4 separate regions of the Mus musculus genome follow, and regions 1, 2 and 4 are each linked to region 3. Evidence: chromatin contacts called from public Hi-C and HiChIP or PLAC-seq data. All regions are on one chromosome and are shown on one strand. The core of a region is the stretch at or near the end of the contact, and the rest is flanking DNA. Distances in the headings are between cores, read along the strand shown.

Region 1 (2,700 bases), core at 140-2,639, 300 kb before region 3:
ACATGTGTGCACATACACATTTAAAAATAACTTTAAAAAAGTATGAAGACCATTTGTTGATGAGAACAAGCTAGGGCTTGTATTACTGAAAGGACTAGAAAATGAAAGACATAAATGTGCAAATCACGTCTGAAAATGTTTCTGTTTCTTTGAGGGCCAATTCTCTATTTCATTCTTATATATAGTGAGGTACTATACTGGAAACCATGAACGTCCCAGGAACTTAAATTGAACATTTAAACACAATAGTGACTTGGGAGCTTACAGTTTAGTAACACTATGGAAGAAGATTAACTTTGTACAAGAGGTTCTAATATAAAAATTAGCAGCGTGTGTAGGCATACATCTGAAATCCCAGCACTTAGGAAGCTGAAGCATAAAGATTAATAGGCATAAGATTCTGTCTCCAAAAACCAAGGTTGGGCTCACTAATAGAAAAGGTAACTTGCTTAAAGCACACAAAAGCCTATGTTCAACCTACAACATTGAAAAAGAAAGCATACACTCACATATTTACATAGCAACACACAGAGGTACATAGCATCAAGATTTAATTTAAATAGACAGTGTAGAACTGCCTATAGTCAATGGATAATGTCAGTTCCACATATCACCTAAGTTTAGTTTCTTAGCAGATCATATCATGAAGATTATGTTCCACATTTCTTTCCCTCTGACCTAAACTCCATGTTAGCTCTCAGCACTCTTAGCAGCCTAGTAATTAATACTTGGTTACATTTTGTTTCTGGAGTTGCTTTTGGTTTTCTTATTCTCATTCAATCAATTAGAATGACTTTCATAGAGATACAGAATGAACCAAGGAACCAGCAGTCAGCAATTCTGCTTCATTACTGTTAACAAAACCAATAAACTTTGTTATGATTTATAAAATATCATTGCCAAAAGCAGAGACTTTTTAAAGACTTACAAATGCACATGATCTTCGGAAGATCATAACTAAAGAACATCAGAAAAGGCACTGATTTTCCTGTTCCCAGTCCTGAAGCAATCCAATAAATATAAAAGGGAAGAAGATCCACTTTAGACTCAAAAGATAGTGTCATAAGCTTATGTAAACCCGACTTAAAAATGCATGCACTAAATACACAGAAATAATCATCTTTCAAAGCATTTTACAAAAAGATTACACAAAAATCCAGGCTTTTCTTAGATTTTTTAAATCTTCCATTTCTTTTTAATATTTTGCTTCTTTAAAGAAAAATCTCCTTTTTCCAATTACAGAGAGGAAATAAAAAGAAATGCAACTCTTTTATGTAAAGTAAATCCATCTGGATGTTTGCTCCATCCCATACTAGAAACCTGTGATCCCCAACCAGAATGAGTTATAGGAAAGCTGCAGGCAAAATTGTCTCCATACAGCACAATCCATTATCCCTGTCAAGTTAATGTTCCGTGTTGAGCCATATGGCACGGGTACACATTCAACAAAGGAAATTCCTTAAACTTGTTATAATCAGCACTTGCAGTCATCCAAAAAACTGACATAAACAGCTTTATTGTGTTTAGCACATTTCAGTTAATATCCATGACAAAAACAGGAAACAGTACAGGAAAAGGAGGAGGAATGTGGGGAGCAGTGTTATTTAAAAAAATCACCACACACACACACACACACCCTCAAACTGTGCATTTTATAATTAGGCTTTTGTCATTGTTGCTGTTGGCCTAAGCAAGTGATTTTCAATTACAGTAAGCACACCAACCTCTCCAGAGTGATCTACTGGGGCAGACTTAAGAGGGAAAAAAATTAATGACAGCAATTTTCCATGGTATGAGCAAAACTAAACCTTGAAATTCTAGTGATTCAGATAAATCAGTTCTGGCAAAATAACAAAACTCTAAATCCTTATATTTGTTTTCTTTCTACAGTCATTTTATAATTGTTAAAATGCAACTGAGCTTTATTAAGGAAAAAGAAACCAACGCAATTTAAGTAAAGTATCTTCATATGCATTTAAGAGCAGGTCACAGAAAATCAAGGGCTCCCACAAGCCTTTGGTACTCGGCACATCAACTCTAGTCAAGGTATAAGTAGAGCAGAACTTCATTTCAGCCCCCGCAGTGACAACAATAAAATGCTGAGAAAACACACTATCAAATACTGAACTCAGCATCAATTTCTGTTAATTACAGCCTTGTCAGCAACGTGATTATTCAAACAACTCATGCAAATGTTAATGAGGCCTTATTTGCATATTTATTTTTTCCTTTGTTGAAATGTCATTGATTATTACATTCTACTATGATGAATGTGGCTGATGATGTGCTCTGATATGTAATTAGTCATTAGGTAGAATGAATAGATCAATTATGAAAAAGGACTAAGATTAAGAAATATCAAACAAGACCGCCCAACGTAACTATAGAATCTTTTTTTAAAAGGACCTAATAAATAATTTCTTGACATTTAAACTGCAACATCAGTAGTTTTCGATAAATAAAGGACTACTTTTGTGAGGTTAAATGAAGGCTTAAAAATACATCAGTACTCTGATAATCCAATTACGATCACAGAAACCATCTCTAGAAAAAAACCTGAAAGCCACCTAGAATTTAATTGTCAGGAAAACAAGCAGCAAAGGAGAATTGAATCTGTTTTAAGCTCACACAATTCAGAAATAAAGTGTATCTTAATCTAGTGTGAGGTGGAGACAAAATCTGTTAAGAAAGAGGCATATA
Region 2 (2,808 bases), core at 198-2,697, 400 kb before region 3:
TTCTCTTTGTAACCTCACCCTAAACTCAAGCCTTCATGGGCCTCCATCTTACCCTACTGGAATCCTAATGTTACAGTTTACCACAACACAGCCAGTCACCCTCTCGGTAAATGACTAGAAGAGGAGGGCAGGCACTTTCTCCTATGCAGATCTGTACTGTGCTCTTCCCTTTATACTCACAAAAACCACTTTCCTCTTATTAAATTTCATTTCATGAAGCCTGTGCCCTAACTTGACCACAACTCAGTGTCAATTCTGTGGCTTTATTTTCATTGTATTTTCTCATCTCGACTGGAAACTTGCTCAAGTAAGGCGAGTATTTTACACTGGGCATGCTCATAGACGATGTACACAACATAATGTTTTGATTAAACTAACATAAACTTAGACTCAACTTTTAGTATGAGGTTCTGAGGACTGGTACAAGGTTCTAACATTACAGACATTCCCCACCTAAATTCCATATGAAGGTAAAGAAAGTCAAGGAATGTTCTGCTTGCCTGCCTCCCAAGCTCCCATACCGAACATATTCGCCTAACATAAATGTTGTGCCACTTCCGAACTGTAGCAGGCATAGCCATTTCCCTTTCACCTTGTTGCCAAAGTACTAAGTCTGTTCAAGGGCTGAAGGGTAGGCCTGTTCTGTCTGAATGGCACAGAATAATTCTATCCTAACTCTGAATAAATCCTAACACCTAAGATAAACATGTCAGTTCTATTGCAGATGCAGGCAACTGAGGCAGGCCCCGTGATGGCCAATGAAACATGAGGTTAAGTCTATAGGAGAGGTTTCTGGAAAAGATTTCTTAAAAGACAGGGTTAAAAAAAAAAGGTCTTTTCGTCTACTGGATACTGTTTGTGGTGTCTCAAAGCTGTCAGAAGGATCTGCTAGAAGACAAAGCAGGAACTCTGATATGCAGATTTCTAGCGATCCTGCTATGGGCTTCTTGACTTAAGAACAAATGCTCACAGGCCTTTAAGCCCAGCACCTGGGAGGCAGAGGCAGGCAGAGGTGAAGGTCATTTTGGTCTATATCACGACTTCCAGCCCAGTCATTAGTACAGTGTCTCAGAGGCTCCCTCATAAAAATACATAAAAATGCATGCTTCTTGTTTGGAAAGCTCTGGAGGAAGATAAGGTGTATTTATTCAAGAATGACAACCATGAAGCTGCCTGTGGGAATCTGTTGCCTGTGGGTCTATGCTCACAGATCCTGTGGTGAATCTGACTGTTGGTTGAACACAGGAAACAGGGCTAACTGGGGATAACCTACTCATTCCAGATAACAGATCAAGGCCATATAAGATACAAAGCAATCTCCACAGCAGGAGTGCTGGTTTGCTGTTTCCTTTTCTTTTGACTTTGAATGTTTATAATCTAGAGCTTTTCCTCTCACCCTGTCTCTGTTCTTTCATGGTGTGGGTGTTCTCGTAAACAACGGAAGTAGAGACAAGCACACTAGACAGAGAAGCAGGAGATGTGCCTTTATAAATACTCTAATTTGGTGTTTCAACAGCATCACGTGCAAAAGGTTCTCTAGGACTGCTGAATTCAAAGGAGGCTCACCACCATACAATCAGCAGTCTACATTTTGATTAGTTACCTGAGTTACAGGAAAGAGTATCATCAGCTAAGCCTCACCAATGGAGGAGGCCTCAGACTTGACGTAACCATTCTCAGTTTCACCCATGCCTTCTTAGAGGCTGAGCTCCCAGCTCCTCTCCCATGATTAGTAAGTACAGTAAAGGCAGACAAGTCATATAACAAAGTGTAAAAACGGGCTGTGGCAAAAATTATGCTGAGAATTTTGGTAAAACAGTGCCAAGATAGTGAGCAGGGCTAAGTTCCATCATTCTCTCTGTAACTTCAGCCCCGTTACACAACTCTAAGTCAATGGGTCTTTCATCATCTTGCCTATGTGGGCAACAGCTGCTTAGCATTTACTAGACAGCTGAAGCCATGATGTCTGAAAAAGTGGCACAGACTGCTACTAGCCTGAAGCAGCTGCTGCAGCTCAACATGTCCACCCTGGAATGTGGCTGACACAAAGCACAGGTGACAGCAAAAGCTGTGACTTTAAGAAGCCCAGCATAAGGCTGGATGTAACTGAGGCCAGACTGGGAACGCAGAGCTGCTGCTGAGGCTGACTGGTGAGGCAGGGATGTAGTGAGCCAGTTCACTTGTCCAGTAACACCTCTTTTTCAAAACATTTTTCTCCAGCAAGTCCAACCCCTCCAAAGTTGCTTAGAAAAATATGGGTAACGTTTTAAGATTATTGTTTGAAAGATATTTTCACATTATTTTACTTAATCCTAATAAATATTATCACTTATAATTATAGTATCTCAAAAAATTCATCCCATAGGATAGTTCTAGAACTTATCAAAATTAATGTTAAGAATCAGGAGAAAGGGCCGGGTGGTGGTGGTGCACGCCTTTAATCTTAGCACTTGGGAGGCAGAGGCAGGCAGATTTCTGAGTTCGAGGCCAGCCTGGCCTACAAATTGAGTTCCAGGACAGCCAGAGTCACACAGAGAAACCCTGTCTCAAACAAAACAAAACAAAACAAAAATCAGGAGAAAGGAAAACAAAGTGAACCACTTAAGCAGCCCCGCCAATGCTGCTCACCCAGCATTATCATCCCCTGGTAAGTTTTCATATAAAAAAGGTGAAAAGCCTAGTAGTCAAAGGCTTTTGTTTGTTTTTAGTCAGGGTTTATCAGTGTAGACCTGGCTGTCTTGGAACCAGGATTAGCCTCGAACTCAAGAGATCTGTCTGCCTCTGCCTGGGATTAAAGGCATGTGTCAC
Region 3 (2,750 bases), core at 229-2,728:
CCTTTTTATTGACACAATCAAGAACCAAGTAGGGATACAACACCTCCCTCTTTACCTACTCCTTTAGAATTCCAGGGTATCTTGAAGACCCACTGAAACATCCAACCTGAATTGAGCAATTACTGAATTCTTGGACTTTTTGTCCATAGCCAGCCATTGTTGCTTATAAGTCATTCTAATAACCCCCCTTTCTATGCACATGGATTCATTCTCTAAGTTCAGTTAGAAAACTAATAATATAGGTACCTAACACTGAGATGGTGACTGAATTGCTAACCTCTCACCTGACCACCTGGTGTCTCTTTCAAGGAAGTGATAGGCAGACAAATCCTAAATTCACAATACTGGGCTTAGCCCACCTGCAGTGTCCTCCTTCTGTCTTTCTAATGGATCTTGCTCCTCTCTGGCTTCTAGCCCCCTGTGGTCCTGTTCTGCAGCCCTAGCTCCACTGGCCTCCTATTGGGTTCCCAGATCCCTTCCCTTAGTATCTGCAACTCACTTTATATATGTATCAGCTTTCTGCTTTTGTCCTCTGAAATCTGCTGGTCTCTTTAAACCTTTTGTACCCATTCTCTAAGTATGAAATGTATTGAGCTAGTAATTAAGACTGGAATAAAAGAAGCTTTGATCGCCGAGAGCCTGGTATCTATAGACACTGAGGCTATTTGATAGAAGGTAGCTCATAGTATTTGAGTTTATGTGTATCTGTGTTTTTTTGTCTGTATATATGCCTGTGTGCCACTTTAGTGTCTGGTGCCTACCGAGGCCAGAAGAGGGCATCAGATCCCCTGAACTGTAGTTGTGTGCCACCATGGGGTGCTGCGAACCAAATTAGGGCACTCTAGAAAAGCAACATGGGCTCTTACTCATTTTACATCTCTCCAGCCCTCGTTTTATTGCCTCTTTCTTTCTTCCTTCCTTCCTTTCTTTTTTTTTTTTTTAACAAAATCTGACATCGTTCAAACACACAAATGTCCATCTACATTTCGGACATAACATGGTGTCTGTTTCCTTACAGATCCGACTTACGATGAAGTATTCTTATAAATACATCGGCCATTTTTTTCCACCTCCAATTACGGATTACTATTCATACAATAGGAGTGAAAAAGATACCCAAACAAAAACGTACTTTCCAAAAACAACGTGGTACTATCCTGGAAACTCATCTCCTTTTCCTCTCACACCCTTCCCCATGCCCTTTAACCCTCGCACACGGAGAAGGATGGAACTCACTGCTGAGTGCCTACAAATTCTAGGCCTGAGGCGGCCATGAGCGCCACGGCCTAGCTCAGCCCGGTCCCCGCGTGTCCTCGCCGGCTGCTAGGGCCCGGCCGGCCCGGGCCTTCGAGGTCCGCAGCACGGCGCATATGGCCGCGCTCGCCTCCCGCGTTGGCGGGAAGACTGGGAGCGCGGACGCGCGAGGCCAACCCGGAGCCTACCCATGAGGCACTGCGCCCTGGCTCGCGACAGCCCCCTCCCCCCTCACGGCGCCCAGCAGCCCCGCTCCGCGATGGGAGCCGGAGCGGCCTCGGCGTACACAGCCCGCGCTCCTCCCTCGCCTCCTCCTCTTTCTCCTCCTCCTCAGGGCTCCAGTCAGGCCGAGCCGCTCCGCTCACGGTAAGCGTCCCCCGCCCCGCGCGGCCGCCCGCCCGCCCGCCCGCGAAGGCCCTCCCGCGCGGCCGCGCCGCCGCACTCCGGGGGCGCAGGGTGGGGGTCTCGGGCCGCGGCGCGTCGGCGAGAGCGCCCGGGCCGGGCAGGGCAGGGGCCGGCTGCGCATGGGGCCGGGCCCGCCATCTTGCCGGGCCTGGCGCGGGAGGGTTCCCGGCGCGACGAGGCGAGGCGGCCGGCGGCGCGGCGGCCCACAGTACAGGGCCGCCCAGCCGTCGCCTCGCCTCGTCGCCTCGCCACCGCGCAGATCCTCCCATCGCTTTCTCAGCCCGGCTGTGCTCTCGGGGGACGACTCCCCTCGGTCCTTTGTACCTTGTCCGCGGGTGTGTGTGTGTGTGTGTGTGTGTGTGTGTGTGTGTGTGGCGGAGACCCGAGCTCACAACCCAACCCACTCGACTCTTCACGCAAGAGCAGAACCCCACTGGCGTTCGCCATAACAGCCACAGAGGCCTTACCTTGTGCTAGACGACCGCTCCTATCTAGCCACCTTTCTTGTCAAAGGAATGTCCCCACTCTGCCATAGCCCCGCTATTGTCTACCAGAGGAGGGCTTTGAGGAGAACCGAGCCTGACAGATTTTCCAGCTGTGCGTTGCAGGTTTCACTTAATAAACCACAAACGAGTGGTCGCGCTGAGGTTTTAGCCTGCGCAAGAAGATGGTGTTTTCACGACCAACCTGCATTTGTAACCCGTTAGGAAAGAAATATGCTAGGAAAAAAATGGACGTTAACCTGCTGCGAGCATGGAGACTTTTGGCTTCACGAAGAAAAAAAATTTTTTTTTTAAATAGTCCGCCATACTTAAACATTTGGCTTTATTTTCAAGTTTGGACTGAATCATCTAAATACTTGGACGTCTTTTAGTGCCCTTAACCATAAATTCACACGATGGAAGTAAGAGTTTGAAGGTACAAAACCCTTCCCTTGGCATCTGTGTGCTATCTTGTTTTGAGAGATGACTGTACCAACTCAAGTTGTTTGGATGTAACTGATAGGGTGAAGGGACCGGGTTGGAGGACCTTGTGCTTTTTGATGGTCCACCATCTGCACTAAAGCCATCCTTGAGTTTGAGTGGTTGTAT
Region 4 (2,987 bases), core at 413-2,912, 500 kb before region 3:
TGATTAGTGGCCACGTTGCAGCAACCACCAGGAGACTTGTGAGAGCATACTTGGAATACCAGAGAGCGTTAACTTAGAGATGACTGTTAACCCAGGGACAACCGTCTTGTCCTAAAACACGTGTGACAAAACGTCCCATAAAACATATGTGACAGAAAACCACCGGATTCAAACAGATGTTCAGCCTTCCCATTGTCCTATCAATCTTAGGTCACCTGACAGGCGATTGAGCTGAGCTCTGCCTTGGTACTGGAAACGCTAACCCCCTAACTCAGGTGTTATTTATTCTATCAAGGAACATACACATGGCTGCTCCTGAGGACGCGAGCACACATCAAAAATAACTAACTCACAAATGAAACCCTTCAGGGTCTCTCCACTCCCAGGAAAATCCCCACGTTTATGTAACACAAGTGCTTTTGTGTCTGTACACACGTGCCTGTGTAAGGAGGAGGTCTACAAAAGCTCACCAAATCCTAAGTGTTCTCTTCATCTGAGACACTTTTCCGAATCACTTGGTTTTCCCTGACAGGACTATATAACCTTGACTCTGGCAATGACTTCAGAATTTAATGCCCACACTCCAACCTCCTAAATAGAAAGTGCCCCCGGAAATATTTACTGTAAATAGAATTAGGAACAAAGAGAACTTTTATTTTTTAAATGGCACCACCTGCGGTCTAAGGTTAGCAGGCTGCGTCCACAGGCTCCCCTGGTGGAGAGGTGGGTCAGGAGCCTGAGCGCTCTGCTCTTCCAAACTTGGCTGCACCCAGAACCACCCGGGGTCGCTTTTTAAAAGTTCCCACCGCCGACTACCCCCAGACCCCTGGAGTAGAGATGTACCCAGGGTGGGGGTGGGGGGCGCGAGGAAGGTGAGAATCTTTTCATTGGTTTTGATTTAAATCTCACCAGGTGTGTAGCCCACTCTGCAAGCCAAGTCCTCTTTAAAAGAACTCCTACAGTATTTTGAGCAGGGTACTCGGCGTTGGAAGGGTTCTTGGGGTAAAAGGGCACGCACACAGTAAATATACAAAGTTCTTAAAAAAAAAAAAAAAAGTCTCTGTAAGTCCAACACCACAGCCAGGCACCTACCTTGAAGCCAAACGGTGATGCAACTTGGAAAAGTCCCTCAGAAAGCGAAAAAAGTGCTCTCGTGGTTTAAGGGCTTTCGGGGTGACCTGCCTGGACAGTGCAGTGGCACGCGGGGCCAGGACAGCGGAGCGGCCACCAGCCTGTTCTAAGGAATGGCTTAAAGAGCACTGAGATCAAACACTGCAGGGAAGGGTTGGGAGTGCGGTGCTCCGTGGGGCTCGCCCGCAGCTGTCACTAGAGCCCTGTACAGGCTCGCCACCAACTGTCCGACTCGTCTGCAGTACTGGGCTCAGCGTAGGAGGCAGGAGCGCACCTCCAGCCCCGGGACTGCAGCCGCGGCGCCCGGATCCCACGACCGACGCTGAGGCTGAGCACTGCGCAAAGCTGCAGGAGCTCGAGCCTGTCGAGTTCCCGGGCACCGTCTGGGCTCCGGGGTCCCGCGCACACCCTCCGGGCTCCCGCTCGGAGCTCACTTACCGCCTCTGCCTCCAGGGTCCCGCTCCGGCAGCTGCCCGCAGAGCCGGGCCGGAGAGCAGCGGCCGCCGCGTCGCCAGGAGGCCGCGCCAGCCCCGCCCCGCCCTGCAGTCGCCCGCCCTCCCGGGAGGAGGAGCAGGCGGGTCTGCGTCCGGACCCTCCCAGCGACCCAGGACCCGGCGGACCGAGGACTGCGGCCCCTCGCGGACAGTCCCGGGCGATCCCTGAAACCCTGCCCCATCTGCGCCCTGAGACCTCCCTGCGCCCATACCAGCACCCCGTTCCCACCCGCAGCCACTCTCTTCTCTCTCTCAGCACCCCCTTACAACCCCTCCTCCAGGAAACTTTCCCTATTCCGCAATCCCACCCCAGATCTCAGTTTCCCCCCATTCTTCCACTCAGCCTTGTTCTGTCACCTAGAAGCAAATCACAAAAGGCACGAAGTGACAAAGTGACGTCTATAAGCTAAAGCTGGGCCTAGCTCTGAGGTCACCTGGCTCCTGGTAGCAGCACAGACATTAGAGACAAACTCTCAGGCCCTAGTTTAGTTAGTTTTCCAGGGAAGGTGGCATTACATTGCCAACTGGGAAGGCCAGGGTGTCATTTCCAAGTTCAGTTTCCTCCATTGTAAAGTGAGCGAGGCACTCACTCAACGGCTTGTTATTCCTGAAGAAAGGACTGCAGAAATGGCATGTGTCTTACAGTATTTTAATAAGTAAATGTTTACTGACAAACATGTTGAATAAAATCAACACTCAAAAATTCAGTCACTCAAAACAGTAACGTGAAAAGATTTCAAAAAGTAATAGTGATTATTTTGTAGGAAAACTGCAACAGCAATAGAAGAAAAGTTGCACAGTGATGAAACGTGCTTGTATTTATTTACAGAGCTGGAGAAATGGCTCAGAAGTTAAGATCTGTTTCTGTTCTATAAGATCTGGTTCAATTCCCAGCACCATCAAGACAGCTCCCAAAACCTTTGTTAACTTCAGTGCCAGGAGGATCTAGTGCCATCTTCTGGCCTCCTCGGGTACTGCATATATGTGGCGCACAGGTATACATGCAGGCAAAACTTGAAAAAAAAATATTTTCAAGTGATCTTTAAAAAGAAGACAAAGGAGGAAGCTATTCTCCCTGGACCCCTTTGGAAACAGTGGGTCTACCAGGCATGCTCCACGCCTAGTCAGCCGAGTATAGTTATGAATGCAACCTTTGTCCCTCCTCCCAACAAAAAGAAAGTAGTAAGCCTACTTAAAACATTGCACGTTTTTGTGAAACTTGATTGCTTAGTTCTCAAGTCTGGGCTTTGTAGATGATAAAACTGCATGAACAGTGTTCTCAACGGGACTGCTTGCCAGTGCAAAGACATCTGGGTTTTGGGTATATCTGGAATTAGGCAAACTGTAAGGGAGGCTGTGCTG

Evidence for each region. Hi-C and Micro-C count contacts between places; a contact is called where the count stands out from the background. HiChIP or PLAC-seq counts read pairs in DNA pulled down with a chosen protein or histone mark.
Region 1: an H3K4me3 HiChIP or PLAC-seq map of bone marrow-derived macrophages shows a contact between it and region 3, with 5 times the contacts expected there. The contact joins the enhancer-like site here to the promoter of Zfp280d in region 3. A contact is called at or near these places in 6 of 39 promoter capture datasets (the 3T3-L1 cell line, 3T3-L1-derived adipocytes, the C10 cell line and 2 more), 4 of 115 datasets of contacts at active chromatin or transcription factors (the SCID.adh cell line, bone marrow-derived macrophages, embryonic midbrain and 1 more) and 4 of 9 other capture datasets (adipose tissue, embryonic tail, embryonic trunk and 1 more).
Region 2: a Hi-C map of Th1 cells shows a contact between it and region 3, with 1.7 times the contacts expected there. The contact joins the enhancer-like site here to the promoter of Zfp280d in region 3. A contact is called at or near these places in 2 of 39 promoter capture datasets (embryonic stem cells and hippocampal neurons), 2 of 484 Hi-C or Micro-C datasets (Th1 cells and pre-B cells), 11 of 115 datasets of contacts at active chromatin or transcription factors (the SCID.adh cell line, cardiomyocytes, craniofacial prominence and 8 more) and 3 of 9 other capture datasets (adipose tissue, embryonic stem cells and liver).
Region 4: an H3K4me3 HiChIP or PLAC-seq map of neural tube shows a contact between it and region 3, with 5 times the contacts expected there. The contact joins the promoter of Cgnl1 here to the promoter of Zfp280d in region 3. A contact is called at or near these places in 1 of 39 promoter capture datasets (cranial neural crest), 4 of 115 datasets of contacts at active chromatin or transcription factors (embryonic stem cells, extraembryonic endoderm stem cells and neural tube) and 1 of 9 other capture datasets (embryonic stem cells).

Annotation. Positions count from the first base shown.
Region 1 is chr9:71,973,217-71,975,916 of GRCm38.p6, forward strand. All of the region lies in intron 5 of Tcf12 (transcription factor 12), which reads right to left. Among named protein-coding and RNA genes, the nearest start is that of Tcf12, 140 kb to the right of the region's middle. Within about 2 kb of position 1,390, at least 40 of the 459 cell types and tissues checked have an H3K27ac peak or open chromatin away from gene starts, as enhancers often do. A contact at or near this core is called in bone marrow-derived macrophages and pre-B cells, where this site is marked.
Region 2 is chr9:71,872,979-71,875,786 of GRCm38.p6, forward strand. All of the region lies in intron 13 of Tcf12 (transcription factor 12), which reads right to left. Among named protein-coding and RNA genes, the nearest start is that of Cgnl1, 100 kb to the left of the region's middle. Within about 2 kb of position 1,448, at least 38 of the 459 cell types and tissues checked have an H3K27ac peak or open chromatin away from gene starts, as enhancers often do. A contact at or near this core is called in the SCID.adh cell line, Th1 cells and adipose tissue, where this site is marked.
Region 3 is chr9:72,273,410-72,276,159 of GRCm38.p6, forward strand. It overlaps Zfp280d (zinc finger protein 280D), which reads left to right and starts at 1,479. Exons shown (of 22, transcript NM_146224.5): 1 at 1,479-1,620.
Region 4 is chr9:71,769,940-71,772,926 of GRCm38.p6, forward strand. It overlaps Cgnl1 (cingulin-like 1), which reads right to left and starts at 1,663. Exons shown (of 19, transcript NM_026599.5): 1 at 1,570-1,663.